Linked DNA regions of Mus musculus: regions 1 and 3 are each linked to region 2. A link is a contact called in public ChIA-PET data. All regions are on one chromosome and are shown on one strand. The core of a region is the stretch at or near the end of the contact, and the rest is flanking DNA. Distances in the headings are between cores, read along the strand shown.

The links. ChIA-PET counts read pairs in DNA pulled down with a chosen protein or histone mark.
Region 1: an RNA polymerase II ChIA-PET map of effector CD8 T cells shows a contact between it and region 2, with 13 read pairs. The contact joins two enhancer-like sites. A contact is called at or near these places in 5 of 484 Hi-C or Micro-C datasets (CD4 T cells, the G1E-ER4 cell line, embryonic stem cells and 1 more) and 2 of 115 datasets of contacts at active chromatin or transcription factors (effector CD8 T cells and memory CD8 T cells).
Region 3: a contact with region 2 is called in an RNA polymerase II ChIA-PET map of memory CD8 T cells, with 41 read pairs. The contact joins two enhancer-like sites. A contact is called at or near these places in 9 of 484 Hi-C or Micro-C datasets (CD4 T cells, the G1E-ER4 cell line, embryonic stem cells and 3 more) and 2 of 115 datasets of contacts at active chromatin or transcription factors (effector CD8 T cells and memory CD8 T cells).

Annotation. Positions count from the first base shown.
Region 1 is chr13:63,222,094-63,226,197 of GRCm38.p6, reverse strand. The region is part of intron 11 of Aopep (aminopeptidase O); the gene reads right to left. Among named protein-coding and RNA genes, the nearest start is that of Gm16907, 73 kb to the left of the region's middle. Within about 2 kb of position 2,642, at least 37 of the 459 cell types and tissues checked have an H3K27ac peak or open chromatin away from gene starts, as enhancers often do. A contact at or near this core is called in effector CD8 T cells, memory CD8 T cells and natural killer cells, where this site is marked.
Region 2 is chr13:63,409,709-63,413,859 of GRCm38.p6, reverse strand. All of the region lies in intron 1 of Fancc (Fanconi anemia, complementation group C), which reads left to right. Among named protein-coding and RNA genes, the nearest start is that of Fancc, 20 kb to the left of the region's middle. Within about 2 kb of position 2,414, at least 78 of the 459 cell types and tissues checked have an H3K27ac peak or open chromatin away from gene starts, as enhancers often do. A contact at or near this core is called in effector CD8 T cells, memory CD8 T cells and natural killer cells, where this site is marked.
Region 3 is chr13:63,242,000-63,246,632 of GRCm38.p6, reverse strand. The region is part of intron 13 of Aopep (aminopeptidase O); the gene reads right to left. Among named protein-coding and RNA genes, the nearest start is that of Gm16907, 53 kb to the left of the region's middle. Within about 2 kb of position 2,887, at least 106 of the 459 cell types and tissues checked have an H3K27ac peak or open chromatin away from gene starts, as enhancers often do. A contact at or near this core is called in memory CD8 T cells and natural killer cells, where this site is marked.

The sequences.
Region 1 (4,104 bases), core at 1,393-3,892, 190 kb after region 2:
GAATGTTTAACAAAAGCCATTTCTGAGGATAACATAATTATAGTTCCTATCAACCAATTCCAGACCTACTCATGAGAGTAGAAGTGGGCTGAGCCTGAGCTTTAATTAGGCTGCGCCGTGATCCTGATGGCCCGTGGTCTCTGACCCAAGTGCAAGGGGGTATTCTAGCAGGGAGTCAGCCTAGCTCTTTGATAAATCATTTGAACCACTCACTATCAAATCCATCTCTCTCTTCTGTTGGAGAGAGGCTCTAGTTCACAGCCTTAGCTTGCTTGGGCTTTACTATTATACAGAGCAAGACCACCCCTAGTGTACTGTAACCTCCTGTGTCTGCCTCTCAGTGGGGCCACAGGAATATGACGCCATCTTCCCAAAGCTAGTTGTCCTTGCCTCCTTCTCCTTCTGCTTCAAAAGGCACAACAGATTTATTTCAGTTTACTAAACAAATACTAGATTTCTCTCCTCTGGTGCCACATGTCTGAAAGTATTTGCATCAATTTGGCCTAGTTTAGAATTTCCATTTTTTTCCCCTCAAGGAAAAAAAAAAGTTCTCTAATGCTCTTTGACCAAGAAAGCCATTCTGACATGAATCATACATAAGTCCTATGAGCTGACTTTAAAAATACATGGTCAGTTGGAAGCAGCTCAGGGGTAAGATGCATGCCCGGCACACATGAAGCCTCTACCAGCACATGTCCACCTACACACACGTAGTGCTCAATCTGAGGTCCTAAGGATGCAGGCCTTCAGTTTCACTCCACCATCAAATTCTCTGGGGATCTTCCCCCATCCTTGCCAGGATCTGGGCATTACACAATTTGTATTTCAACCATTTGACTTGTTCTCCAAGGCTGTATACTCACTCATTTTAATGCATATGTATGTATGTATGTATGTATGTATGTATGTATGTATGTATGCATGCATGCAGTTGTGGCGCATATGTGTGTATATGTACATGTTTGTGGAGGCTTGGAGTCTTCATGAAGGCAGTTCCCTTCCTTTGAGATAGGGCCTCTCACTGGGAGCTATTCTTCTAGCAGGGACTGACCAATTAGTCTAGATTGTCTGGCTCTAAAGCTCTGGGGATCCCTGTCTCTGACTCCCCAGGCCTCAGATAATAAAATAAGCCTAGGGGCCACTGCACCTAGAATTTTCTCTTAGGTTCTGGAGATCACTCATAAAGCATGTTGTTTACCAACTAAGCCACTCCTTCCCATGCCTTCTTTAATGATTCCTGTGGGTGTGGAGGAGTCCCCGTCCAGCCCATGTGCGCTCTAGCTACATACTATTGGCCACATAGATTTAATGCTACTTTTTAAGTATCAGTGCAAATGAACAACTCTACACATGAAAGTTCCGAGTTGAAAACTAAGGGGACAAGAGTCAGTCTAACTTTTCTCTGCACTGAATCACATCATCCTATTGAGGAGGAGAAAGGTATAACCCTTCACCCAGGAAGTTATCTTTCCAACAGGCCTGTTGGCCCACCTGTCCATGCTGTGAAATAGTCACTCAAGCAACTGTTATACCATCAAAAGCCTCTGGTGAGCCTTGCATCACAAGTCCCTATGGGACCTGCGTCCTGCCTTACTAACGGAGACCTTGGCAGATCTTGCTCTCCACACATAACAAGCAACCCCATACCAGTTCATAATGGAGGCTGGAAGGGAAAGATCATGACTCAAACACATCACAAGGTGGAGTCTATCAGTAATTTAAAAGCAATTTACTCTTCTATCACTGGAGCAGTACACGTGGTTTTGGGAGGGGCAGAGGGTAAGTGTGAGGCTGATGGAGAAGGGCTACTATGGCCCCTCTCCCAGCAGGAATCAGGAACCATCATCCTCTGCGTGTCAGCCCTGTTTCTGACATAGCATATCACAGACTTTGGTTACCTGACAGCTCACATGGGCACGTTAGTTCCCCCCTCACCCAGTTTCTTCCCGATTTCTGCCTCAAACCTGCCTGTCCTTTGGAACCAGCTTCCAGTATCCCCATAGCCTCTGTGCTTTCCATAGCAAGAGCTCTGTAAAGCTAGCTGTTGGGCTGCTTTCTGGTTTAGGTTGATTATTTACGTATGCACTTTTCCCTGCTGAATTTCACTGAGACTTAAGGGAAACACTGCTTCTTTCGTCTTTCCTTCACTCACAGCCCCTCACGAAGAAGGACACCTGGGCACAGGAAAGGCAATGGGATGGGAAGGGTCATTTCAGCAAAGATGGTGCTTCCTACTATACTGAGGGGCCTTGTGTCAGGATGGGCCATAGTGGATCCTTGAACAGGGCACACACAATGCCAGTACAGGTATCTCTCTGAGATAGAAGAACAATCCCTTCCTTTATTTCTTATTTATTTTACCAGACATGACTTTCAGGTTGGTTTATTTTTCATTTTATTTTTATTTATTTATTTTTTTTGGACTAAGTAATCAGCATCATTTGGGACCAAAAACTACTCTGAGTGTATTCCTCCATGGGGTTAAAATGTGTGAGGCTGGCTAGTGACCTTTATTGTGTTGAAGATTTCCTAGAAATTTGGAACTTGTCAGGAAATTGGTGGTGAGCTTTGATGTGGGCTGAGCTGTGTCTCTTCTCAGGTTGATGTCATAAACCTCCAGTATCTCAGAATGACTGTACTGGAGGTAGGACTCATCACAGTAAAATAAAATCACTTGTCCAAGCCTTAATCCAGTGTAGCAGGTGTCCTTACAACAGGGAGATAGGGGCAGAAATACGAATGTGTGTGTGAGACACTGACACACATGCACAGGCATGCACACATGAGGGGTGGGGAGGGAAGCTATCTGCTAGCCAAGGAGAGAAGCCTCAGGAAAAGCCAACTTTGTGACTTTAGATTTCCAACTTTCAAAAGCTGTAAGAAAATCAAATTGCTGTTAAAGCTGCTCTGCCTGTAGTACGTAGCTATAATAGCCTGGTAAACAAGTTTGAGTACTGAACTATAAATGCCAAAGTTAAAGAAAATTAAACTAAAAATGAAAAAGTGACTCGGCTGAGTAGCATGGCATTTGAAGAAGCTGTGGAAAGGACTGTGGGAAGCCGCCCCCACATTCGCCGTTACAAGATGGCGCTGACATCCTGTGTTCTAAGTGGTAAACAAATAATCTGCGCATGTGCCAAGGGTATCTTATGACTACTTGTGCTCTGCCTTCCCCGTGACGTCAACTCGGCCGATGGGCTGCAGCCAATCAAGGAGTGACACGTCCGAGGCGAAGGAGAATGCTCCTTAAGAGGGACGGGGTTTTCGTTTTCTCTCTCTCTTGCTTTTTCGCTCTCTTGCTTTTCCCTCTCTCTTGCTTCTTGCTCTCTTTTCCTGAAGATGTAAGAATAAAGCTTTGCCGCAGAAGATTCTGGTCTGTGGTGTTCTTCCTGGCCGGTCGTGAGAACGCGTCTAATAACAATTGGTGCCGAAACCCGGGACGAGAAAATCCGGGACGAGAAAAAACTCCGGACTGGCGCAGGAGGGATACTTCATTCCAGAACCAGAACTGCGAATCAAGGTTATAAGGTTCCCGTAACACAGACTGTTGAGAAGGATTCAACTGCCGAATTCAGAACTCATCAGCTGGGGAACGGAAGTGAGAAATGGCTTTACCAGGTATGTTTGGCCTTGAACTTTTTCTAGTGTTAGGAGCCCTTTTGTTCCTTTTCACATGTTATATAGTGCTTAAGGCAGGGCTAAAAATTCTAGAGGAAATTCAGGACAGTCTATCAGAAGTAAAGCGGAGAGAGAGAGTAGGAACAAGGAGAAACGGTAAGTATACAGGCCTTTCCAAGGGTCTTGAACCCGAGGAAAAGTTAAGGTTAGGTAGGAATACCTGGAGAGAGATTAGAAGAAAAAGAGGAAAAAGGGAGAAGAAAAAAGATCGATTAGCGGAGGTCTCTAGGAGATACTCGTCACTAGATGAGCTCAGGAAGCCAGCTCTTAGTAGTTCTGAAGCAGATGAAGAATCCTCCTCTGAGGAAACAGACTGGGAGGAAGAAGCAGCCCATTACCAGCCAGCTAATCGGTCAAGAAAAAAGCCAAAAGCGGCTGGCGAAGGCCAGTTTGCTAATTGGCCTCAGGGCAATCGGCTACCAGGTG
Region 2 (4,151 bases), core at 1,165-3,664:
GAATCCCTGCAACTGTAATTATAGGCAGTTGTGAGTCGCCATGTGGGTGTTGATGTCCCAGGGTGACTGTTGCTGTGATTAAACACCATAACCAAAAGTAAGTTGGTGGTAGTGGTGGGAGAAGGTCCATTTCACTCACAGTTCCATGTGATAGCTCATCAAAAGCAGTGAAGAACTCCAGCAGGGCAGGAACCTGCAGGCTGGAGCTAGTGCAGATGCCAGGGAGGAATGCTCCTTTGTAGCTACACTGCTTACTGGCTTGCTACACAGGGCTTGTTCAGCCTGCTTTTTTATGGAACCTAGGACTTCCAACCCTGAGGTGGCCCCACCTACAACGTGCTGGGCCCTCCCACATCAATCACTAATTAATAAAATGCCCTACAGGCTTGCCTACAATCTGATCTTATGAAGCCATTTTCTTGATTTGAAGCTCTCTCCTCAGATGACTTTAGCTTGTGTTAAGTTGACATAAAACTAGCCAGCACAATGGACACTCTTGTCAACTTGACACTCAAACATCACTTTTCAGTTAGAGCTTTTTCTTTCTCATTTATTCCCCAAGATGGCATGTTAATAATAATATCATAATGTAAAATATAACGTTAAAAGTCTCATTGTCTTTACAAATTCAAACATATTAAAGGTTCAGTCTCTTTAAAATATTCAGTCTTTTAAAAATTCATAATATGTTTTTAAAAGTTCAGTCTCTCAACCAAGGTCTCCTGTAAAAATGAAAATTAAATACTTTCCTTCTACAAGAGGGAAGAACCAGGGCACAGTCACAATCTGAACAAAGCAAAACCAACTTCAAAAGTGTAAATAAATCAATGTCCAATGCTGGGATTCACTCACAGTCTTCTGGGTTTCTCCAGAGGCTTAAACCACTTCTCTGGCTCCATCTTCTACAGCATACACAACTTGTCCTCCAGGCTTTGGCAGCCTCCACTCCACTGCTGTTGCTGTCCTTGGCGGCCATACAAGATGACCATGACATCCCATGGACTGGCGTCTCCAAAATGCTGGGGTCTCTGCTGTAATTGGACTGTGATTTTCTTCAGGGCTCTCTTCCTCATGCCAAGCCTCATCTTGTCTCCACGATCCCTTCGTAGGACTTCAACTGCTACTAAGGCTGTACCTTTTCTAATGGCCTGTCCTGGCTTCTCAGAGTGCCAAGCCCCACTTGCTTGCTATGACCCTTTCATGCCTTCAAAACTAGCACCAACTGGATGGTCTTACACATTACCAAGTCTTGGGCACTTCTGAAACACAGCTTCTGTGTGCCAACTCTGGGGAAACACTTTGCAGATTTTCCTTCCATGTCTCTTAAAAACAAACAAACAAACAACAAAACTACCACTGATTTCTTCGCTCCAGCTGACCAGCATCAACTGTCCCAGCAAAGGTTTAATTTTAGTGGCTCTCGTCCTTTGTTAATCACAGCTGACTCTTTAGCCCCAGACAACCAGAACCACAGATTATCAGCTCAGAGTAGCAAATAGCCCTGATAAGAGTCTTTGGGTGGCTTTTAAACTTCCCTCTGGAGCTTCCCAGGACTCCATTGTCTGCATTGCTCTGAATATTCTTTTTTTTTCCCCAGATTTATTTATTTTATGTATATGAGTACACTGTTGCTCTGTTCAGACACACCAGAAGAGGGCATCAGATCCCATCACAGATGATTGTAAGCCACCATGTGGTTGCTGGGAATTGAACTCAGGGCCTCTGGAAGAGCAGTCAGTGCTCTTAATCACTGAGCCATCTCTCCAGCCCCTGCTCTGAATAATCTTATCTTTAACGTTCCCTCAGAATAGCTCACTAAGCTTTGAACACTCACTGGCTTTTCTAGCCTAATGTTCCAATAAATATTCCAATAAACAATCCTCCAATAAACAACCTAGTCAGATTTGTCACAGCAATATCCCATGATCCAGGTACCAATTTGTCTTAGTTACAGTTACTGTTGCTATGGTAAAACCATGACCAAAAGCAAGCTGGGGAGGAAAGGGTTGATTTGGCTGTGTTCTGCTGCCTCAGCTGTGTCCTTAGCCCCATGGAAAATGTGAATAGAGTCTAACAGTCTTTCCTGAGATGGCTGGCGCTGTGGTGAGGGAAGCAGACACATCTTCCTGTGGTGATTACAGGCAATGGGAGAAGTAAGAGGGGTTACTGTTTATTCTCAGGCAGTTTGGGCAAGCACTGGCTTCAGTTTTAAAAACAAGAGAAAGCAGCTGGTTGGAATGATGTGGAGGCCATCCCTCCACAACCAGTTTCAGCTGTGGATTGACTTTTTTTCTTTTTCTTTTTTTTTTTTTTGGCTCTTCAGCAGGTGGTGCTGCAGTGCCATAAGACAGTTCATCTCTAGGAAGCTGGCTGAGGCCTGGATCAGGTTGATCCGAACTGCACAGCACCAACAGGCTGGGTTGAGTGAAAAGGCATTGCATTCGGAAATGTCAGTTCAGATGTCCCCTTCTCAGCTTGCCTAGCCTGCAGTTCTCTGCCTGGTTTGGGTTTCTAAGCATAGAGGCACAAAACTCCTCCCGAGGTAGAATCTTTATGTTTCTGTCCTGGTTCCAGTTCAGGAAGTGTTTATATATATTTTTAGTTTCACCACAACATTTTGGGTTTTCTCTTTGATGTGTCCCGTCTGGTCGCTGTGTTTGGAGTAGAGAGCCCATCAAAGAGGATTTCTTGTGCTGTCTTAACAGGAAGCCATGGGCTGAGAGTGTAAAGGAAACAAAGTTAGGTACTTGGTTATATACAGAACTAAAACGTAACCACAAGAAAGCTGCTTCTGTATGAGTCCAGTGGCCCTCAGCACACGGTTACAGGAACTCCTTCTGAGGCTTGCAGGCCCCCGAAGATAAGGACGATTAAGTAGGTGGGGTTCATTAGCATGCTCAAGTTGTCTAGAAAGATTGTACTTACTCTTTACCCTTTTGAAGATAAAATTAAAATAAAAAAGTCTCCAGACACCTCCATTGCCTAACCAGGTACTGCCTTGGACTTTCATTGCCTCTAGCTGCTTGTGTTGGCACACAAGTAGCTCTGCTTGAAATGCTGGGATACATTACCAAAGAACAGAGATGAAAGTGTTTATAGCGTCTGACCTCACCTTGAGGTTGCCATTCCGTTGTTGCTTTGAAGAGGGAAGTGGCTGGCAATGCCACACTGCCCATAGAGTCAGGGTCAAGCTGGTCAGAAGTGAATGTCAGTGACCACGGTATCACCTGAGTCAAATCACTCTTGTCCATTGAATTCACTTATTTTAGACATTTGCCATGTGGACTTTGTTCAAGTGTTTACATGGGTAAAAACTGTACTTTTAAATTTCTACAGATTTTTAGTTTTTAATTTTACAAGTATTAAAAGCATAGGACTTTACTAGTTTATGTTTGTGATACCTAACAGGATTAAAAAAAAAAATAACTTGAACCTGTCCTTGGGGCTCTCAGCTGTTCTTAGAGTGAGAAACCCTGCTTAGGTAAGCTTTGTTGATATACAGGCCTTGATCTTACTCACTGGCCACAGGTTGCCTGAGAGCAGGAGCCTTTTCACTAGAAGTGTGTTTGAGTTCCTAGTGTAAAATGGCTTCCTACAAATGTGCAGGCATCTTTTCTTGGTTTTGTTGGTGAGTGATAAATTCCTGTTCGAAGCAAAGATGGAGAGGAGAAGTAAACTCAGAGTCAAGTCACCAGTGACAAAGGCAAGAAGACAATTTCTTCCTTATTTTTTTGACTTTTCAAAACAGGGTTTCTCTGTGTAGTTCTGGCTATCCTGGAACTGGCTCTGTAGACCAGACTTAGACATCCACCTTCATCTTCTCTGCTTCCTGAGTGTTGGGCTCAAAGATGTTCACCGTCAAGCCTGGCCAGTGTCTAATATTTTAATTATGTTAGAGCCAACCTTGGTTGTCAACTTATTCTCTCTGGGAAGAGGGAGCCTCCATTAGGTTGGCTTCTGGGCATGTCTGTGGTCCATTTTCTTGATTAATGATTGACGTAGGAGGGTCCAGCCTACTTCTGGTGGTGCCACCCCTAGGGAGGTGGTCCTGCTGAACAAATCACGAGGTTCAAACCCCTAAGCACTATTTTGTTGTTTCTGTTTCGAACTCCTGCTTTGGGTTCCTTTGATGGTGGCTATATCCTGTAAAC
Region 3 (4,633 bases), core at 1,638-4,137, 170 kb after region 2:
ATCACACAATCGATACGAAAGAAAGGAGGGTGTTTATAAAAAATACCCTGGAGAGCCAAATCAGACGTTTCCCCAAATCCCCCCCAAAAGACAGGACCAACTCACTAGTTCATATGAAAGTGAAACTGAGGTAGGACTTTCACAAACCTGCCTGCCTGCGGCCTGTGGGGTAAAGGGGTTCTCAGAGGAAAGCAAACCCAGGGGCCAGCATCAGGCTCAGCCTCAGGTTCTCCCACCTCTAAGCCCTCCTTCTAGAAGACACTAAAGAGACTGTCTCCAGGAAAGCCAGGGAATCTTCATGGAAAACCAGTAAAGAACAAAATAAATAGCAAGCTTAAACAAAATGATAAAAGGTTTTGTTTTGGCTTTTTTTTTTTTTTTTGGTTAATTGCAGCATCATGGAGGATTGCAAACGTAAATACCACTGTGAGCTTCATCATCTAATCAATGCCACAAATACTTGTGAGGCCACATGTGGTCTTCTCCAAGTGCGGGGCTCTCAAGGTTGAATATATATCAGATACACATTGGCTGACGTCTAGGCTGAATACACTCAAGTGTCCGCCTGCTGTAACACATAATTAATGGAAACAATGACAGGTCCTAACCCAAGGTGACACCAGTAGGTGCTACTAAAAATAACACATCTTATTAGTGCCATATGAGCACAGGCACAAAACAGCAGCTCATTAAAATGCCTAAGATGAGAGTGAGTGCCAAGGAAAGCATTCTGTCACAGGAATGAAATTAACGCTGCCTATAAAAGTAACTAAAAAGCCACAAGAATGTTCTTCTCCCACCTCCCTTTTCCACTCTTATGTTTTATATGAAAATAGCTTTCATCTTTCGATGCAGGAAAGAATTGGTGGTGGCTGGCATCAAACACACTGAAATCAACACAAGTGTAATTATCAGCATACTTTCAAGTGTTTTCAAAATACATGCTGGTTGAGATTGTCTCAATTTAGAAATGTGCGCTTTGTGCTGGTGGTTGAGGACTAAGAATTTTAGGATACTGCCCAAAGCATTATTTTTGTAGCAGTTACTTGACTAGCTAATATTGCACCAACGTACACAGAGTGTCCGATGCAGTCTGCACTGTCTTTGTGTGGGTTGTGGCGGGCTTCAGTGGGACATTCACGTCAGCTGCTGCACATAAATCACTCAGAACTGGGCTTGACACTCGGCAAGTGTCAGCTATGGGTGCATTAATGGTTCCACTCAGAGAGGCTGTGAGGAGGTGCGTGGGGACGAGCGGGTGACTGTTGTTAGGAGTAAGTGCTGAGGGCAGCCGGTCATGGTCTTAATTTTTCCTGTTAGACCAGTTTAAAGCTGGCAGGGATTTCAGAACACACAGAGATGTCAGAATCTCTTCTGGTTTTAAGTTGTAGACTCTTAAAAAGAATCAGTCTAGGGAACAGATGAAAATTTAATGGTATAACATTACACAAACCAGACTGTCTTCCTGAGGCTACAAAATATAGCAATTTTCTCTTGGTCCAGCTTAAAGAGAGCAAAAATGTCAAGATCTTGCATGATTTGATCTGACATGAGATTTGGATATAGAATGTTCAATATTGTATTTGTTAAAGATTTATTATAAATACAAGGGTAGGAAGAGGTATAGAAACAAGGCCCAGGTACACAGGATTACTTAAGCATCTAAGCAATACAGTAAACTGCATACAGACACACAGACACACACACACACAACCCTCCCCGGCTTGGTTGCTTCATAACAACTTTCATTAATTACTCTGCACCCATCACTCACATAAGTCCTTTTCCAAAGGCAAGGCCCAGGACACAAAGACACTCTCTGAGGAGGTGAAGGGCGGCTGGTAATTCATTAGAACCCATAAAGCTTTTCTATGGAAATCAAGAATCAATGAAGCTATTGTATGAGACCATAGCTCGGCAAGTGTGGACTAGTTATGGATTCTCACAAAGCAACAGTACTCTTAAAAGAGGCAAGGGCACCATGCCTAGGAAACTCCAGGGGAGCCTTGCCTCAGGTATAAGGGCAGCCACCCATACCCACCAGGTTGCTGGGTGCAGGGAGTGGCTACCAGTAACTGTGGGCACTTGGCTGCATGCTCCCAGCTCTCAAGGGTTGCTTTTACTACTGGCTTGTGCATCCAGGGCTACAAGTGATTGAAGTCTATCAGCCGCCACTGGCTGCTGTGAGTCCAGTAAAGAGTTAAGTAACTTTAAAACAAAACAAAAATCTTAAATACTGGTTTCCAGAATTACAACAGAATATAAAAGACTTATGTCACAAAAGACAAACACTGTGACAAACTATTTCAAGCCTAAATCACCTACCTTTAACATTCTGGGTGCGCTCGCGCTCGCTCGCTTTCTCTCTCTCCCTTTCTCTCTCTCTCTCTCTCTCTCTCTCTCTCTCTCTCTCTCACACACACACACACACACACACACACACACACACACACACACACACACGGCAGAAGTGTAGCAAGTGCACACTGCGTCTCAAAGGCGTAAACAGAATGTAGACCTCCCTGAATTCACAGACTTAAAAGTCACGGTGCATTCTCACCCCAACAGAGATCACCACTGCTTTTGTGGCTCCAAGTCAAGTGTGTAATAAGAAAGGTGTTGTAAAAACAGATTAAATTGCTCCAAACTTTAGCATTTTATCAGAAGGAGAAGAGACAGAGCTGACTACTTGCCGCTATGGGCCATGAACAGCTCGGGCCATGTGCCTCACTCCCCTGTTCAGTCTTTATATTTAACCTGGACACATCACTATGAGTTTAAGAAAATTGTAAGCTCCAAATTGTGACAGAAGTCAACAGTGTCGGCTCTCGGTGACACTATGACTCACAAAGGCTGGTTCACCACCCTCTGGACCTTTGCTTCAGATACACCAGACACAGAGGATGGCTTGTGAGTCACCCCAGTGGCTGGAAAGCCAGCCTATGAATACTTCTGATCTCAGCATGCACACAAAGGCTAAAATGGAAATGGCAAAGGGGGTTTTCTCTAAGTTATTAAATGTGCAGTAATCAAGAAGTCGGAGTCTTTTGAATCTTACAATAGAGAGTTTTCTTTAAACTCCAAGTGCATTGTCTTTAAAATATACCATTGCATAAGGTGCTATTGTGTTATATATTTTAGTTCTTAGAATAATGAAGTTATCTAAACTCTATTTTCATGTACATACCTTAAAATATTAATTCTTACTGTATAATAGTGATACACAATTTATGTTTAAAAGTTAATGTGTTCTTCCAAAGTCAATAATAGATCATGTAGCAAAAGCTATTACAGTTAACACGCGTGCGCGCGCGCACACACATACACACATACACACATACACACACACACATACACACACACTCTTTTCACTGTTGGAATCACAGCTCTAGCCAGCCCCACAGAGCTAGCCCAGGACTGTAGTCTGTGTGCTATGCACATTCTCGTTTTTTTGTAGCCAAATTTACTCAGACTAAATAACAAGCATTTGAAATAACAGAGAAAGGAAGAACATCAGAGTGGGTGGGAAACAATTCAGGAGCAGGAGAGAGGACACGGGCTTGAGGTAATCTGGTTACAGCCGTGGCAGAGATAGGAAGCTAGGACAACATGGAAAGGGATGTCAAGGGACATCCTGTGGAGATGTAAAAGGGAGAATGAAGAATGATGGTCCTTCAGATGGGTACATAAAGTCCTTAAAGATGGCTTCCTGATAACAGGAATGGCCAGAGAGAGACAGGACATGAGGCCAGGGCAGTTAGGAAAGCACTCCAGTCACTCACAGGGTGAGGTGGCAAAGTCACTCAGCTTGTTCCATTTGCTTCTTCACAGCTCAGACTTCACTGCACTGCTTTTCTGGCTCAAACTCTCAGCTAATATTTCAAGCTCCATCAGACTATGCCCATCATTTAGTGCCTGAGATGATTTCTTTAAGGGTAAAACAAAATGTTTCCCATAAAATGGCATTCTTTCCACACAGCTCGGATCCTGGCCTGCTGCCTGCCGTGGCTGTTTTCCTTTCTCAAGTTATCCCAACAGTTCTGTTTTTACCAGGCAGTAAGAGCCGCCTCCACCCATGGAAGGAAAACGTTGCAGTCCTAGCATAGTTAGTACCGGCCACTTAGCTGAAGTCACTCGGATCTAGTCCACAGACCATTCGGCCAGATCCACCTAGCCCAGTCCAGTTTGGTCTGATCTGGGTTGACTTCTGAGAGCCTCAAGTGGGGGACATTTGAGGAATGGAGGACATGGAGAGAGGACATCTGGTCATCAGGGGAGAGGGCAAGGACAAAGAAGACAAAGGGGCAGACAACAGCTAGGTCTAGAACATGCATGCCTGACATGAACACTCTTATTTCAGTCTTGCTAGACCAGTGAACGCAGACACATGCACAGTGGGGCACAGAAAGTACATGTGTTAACTTGCTTGTGGCCCAGCAGACATCTCAAATTTTGTTTTCCTTTTTATTTTATTTTGAGACAGATCTCTTTACACAGCCCTGGCTGTCCTGAAACTATGCAGACTAGACTAGCCTTAAACTCATGCCTTTGCCTCTTGAGTGCTGGGTATTAAGGTACAAGCCAGGCAACTTATCAGAATCAACAGTGAGCGACCTACTTCAAGGCCCCCCAG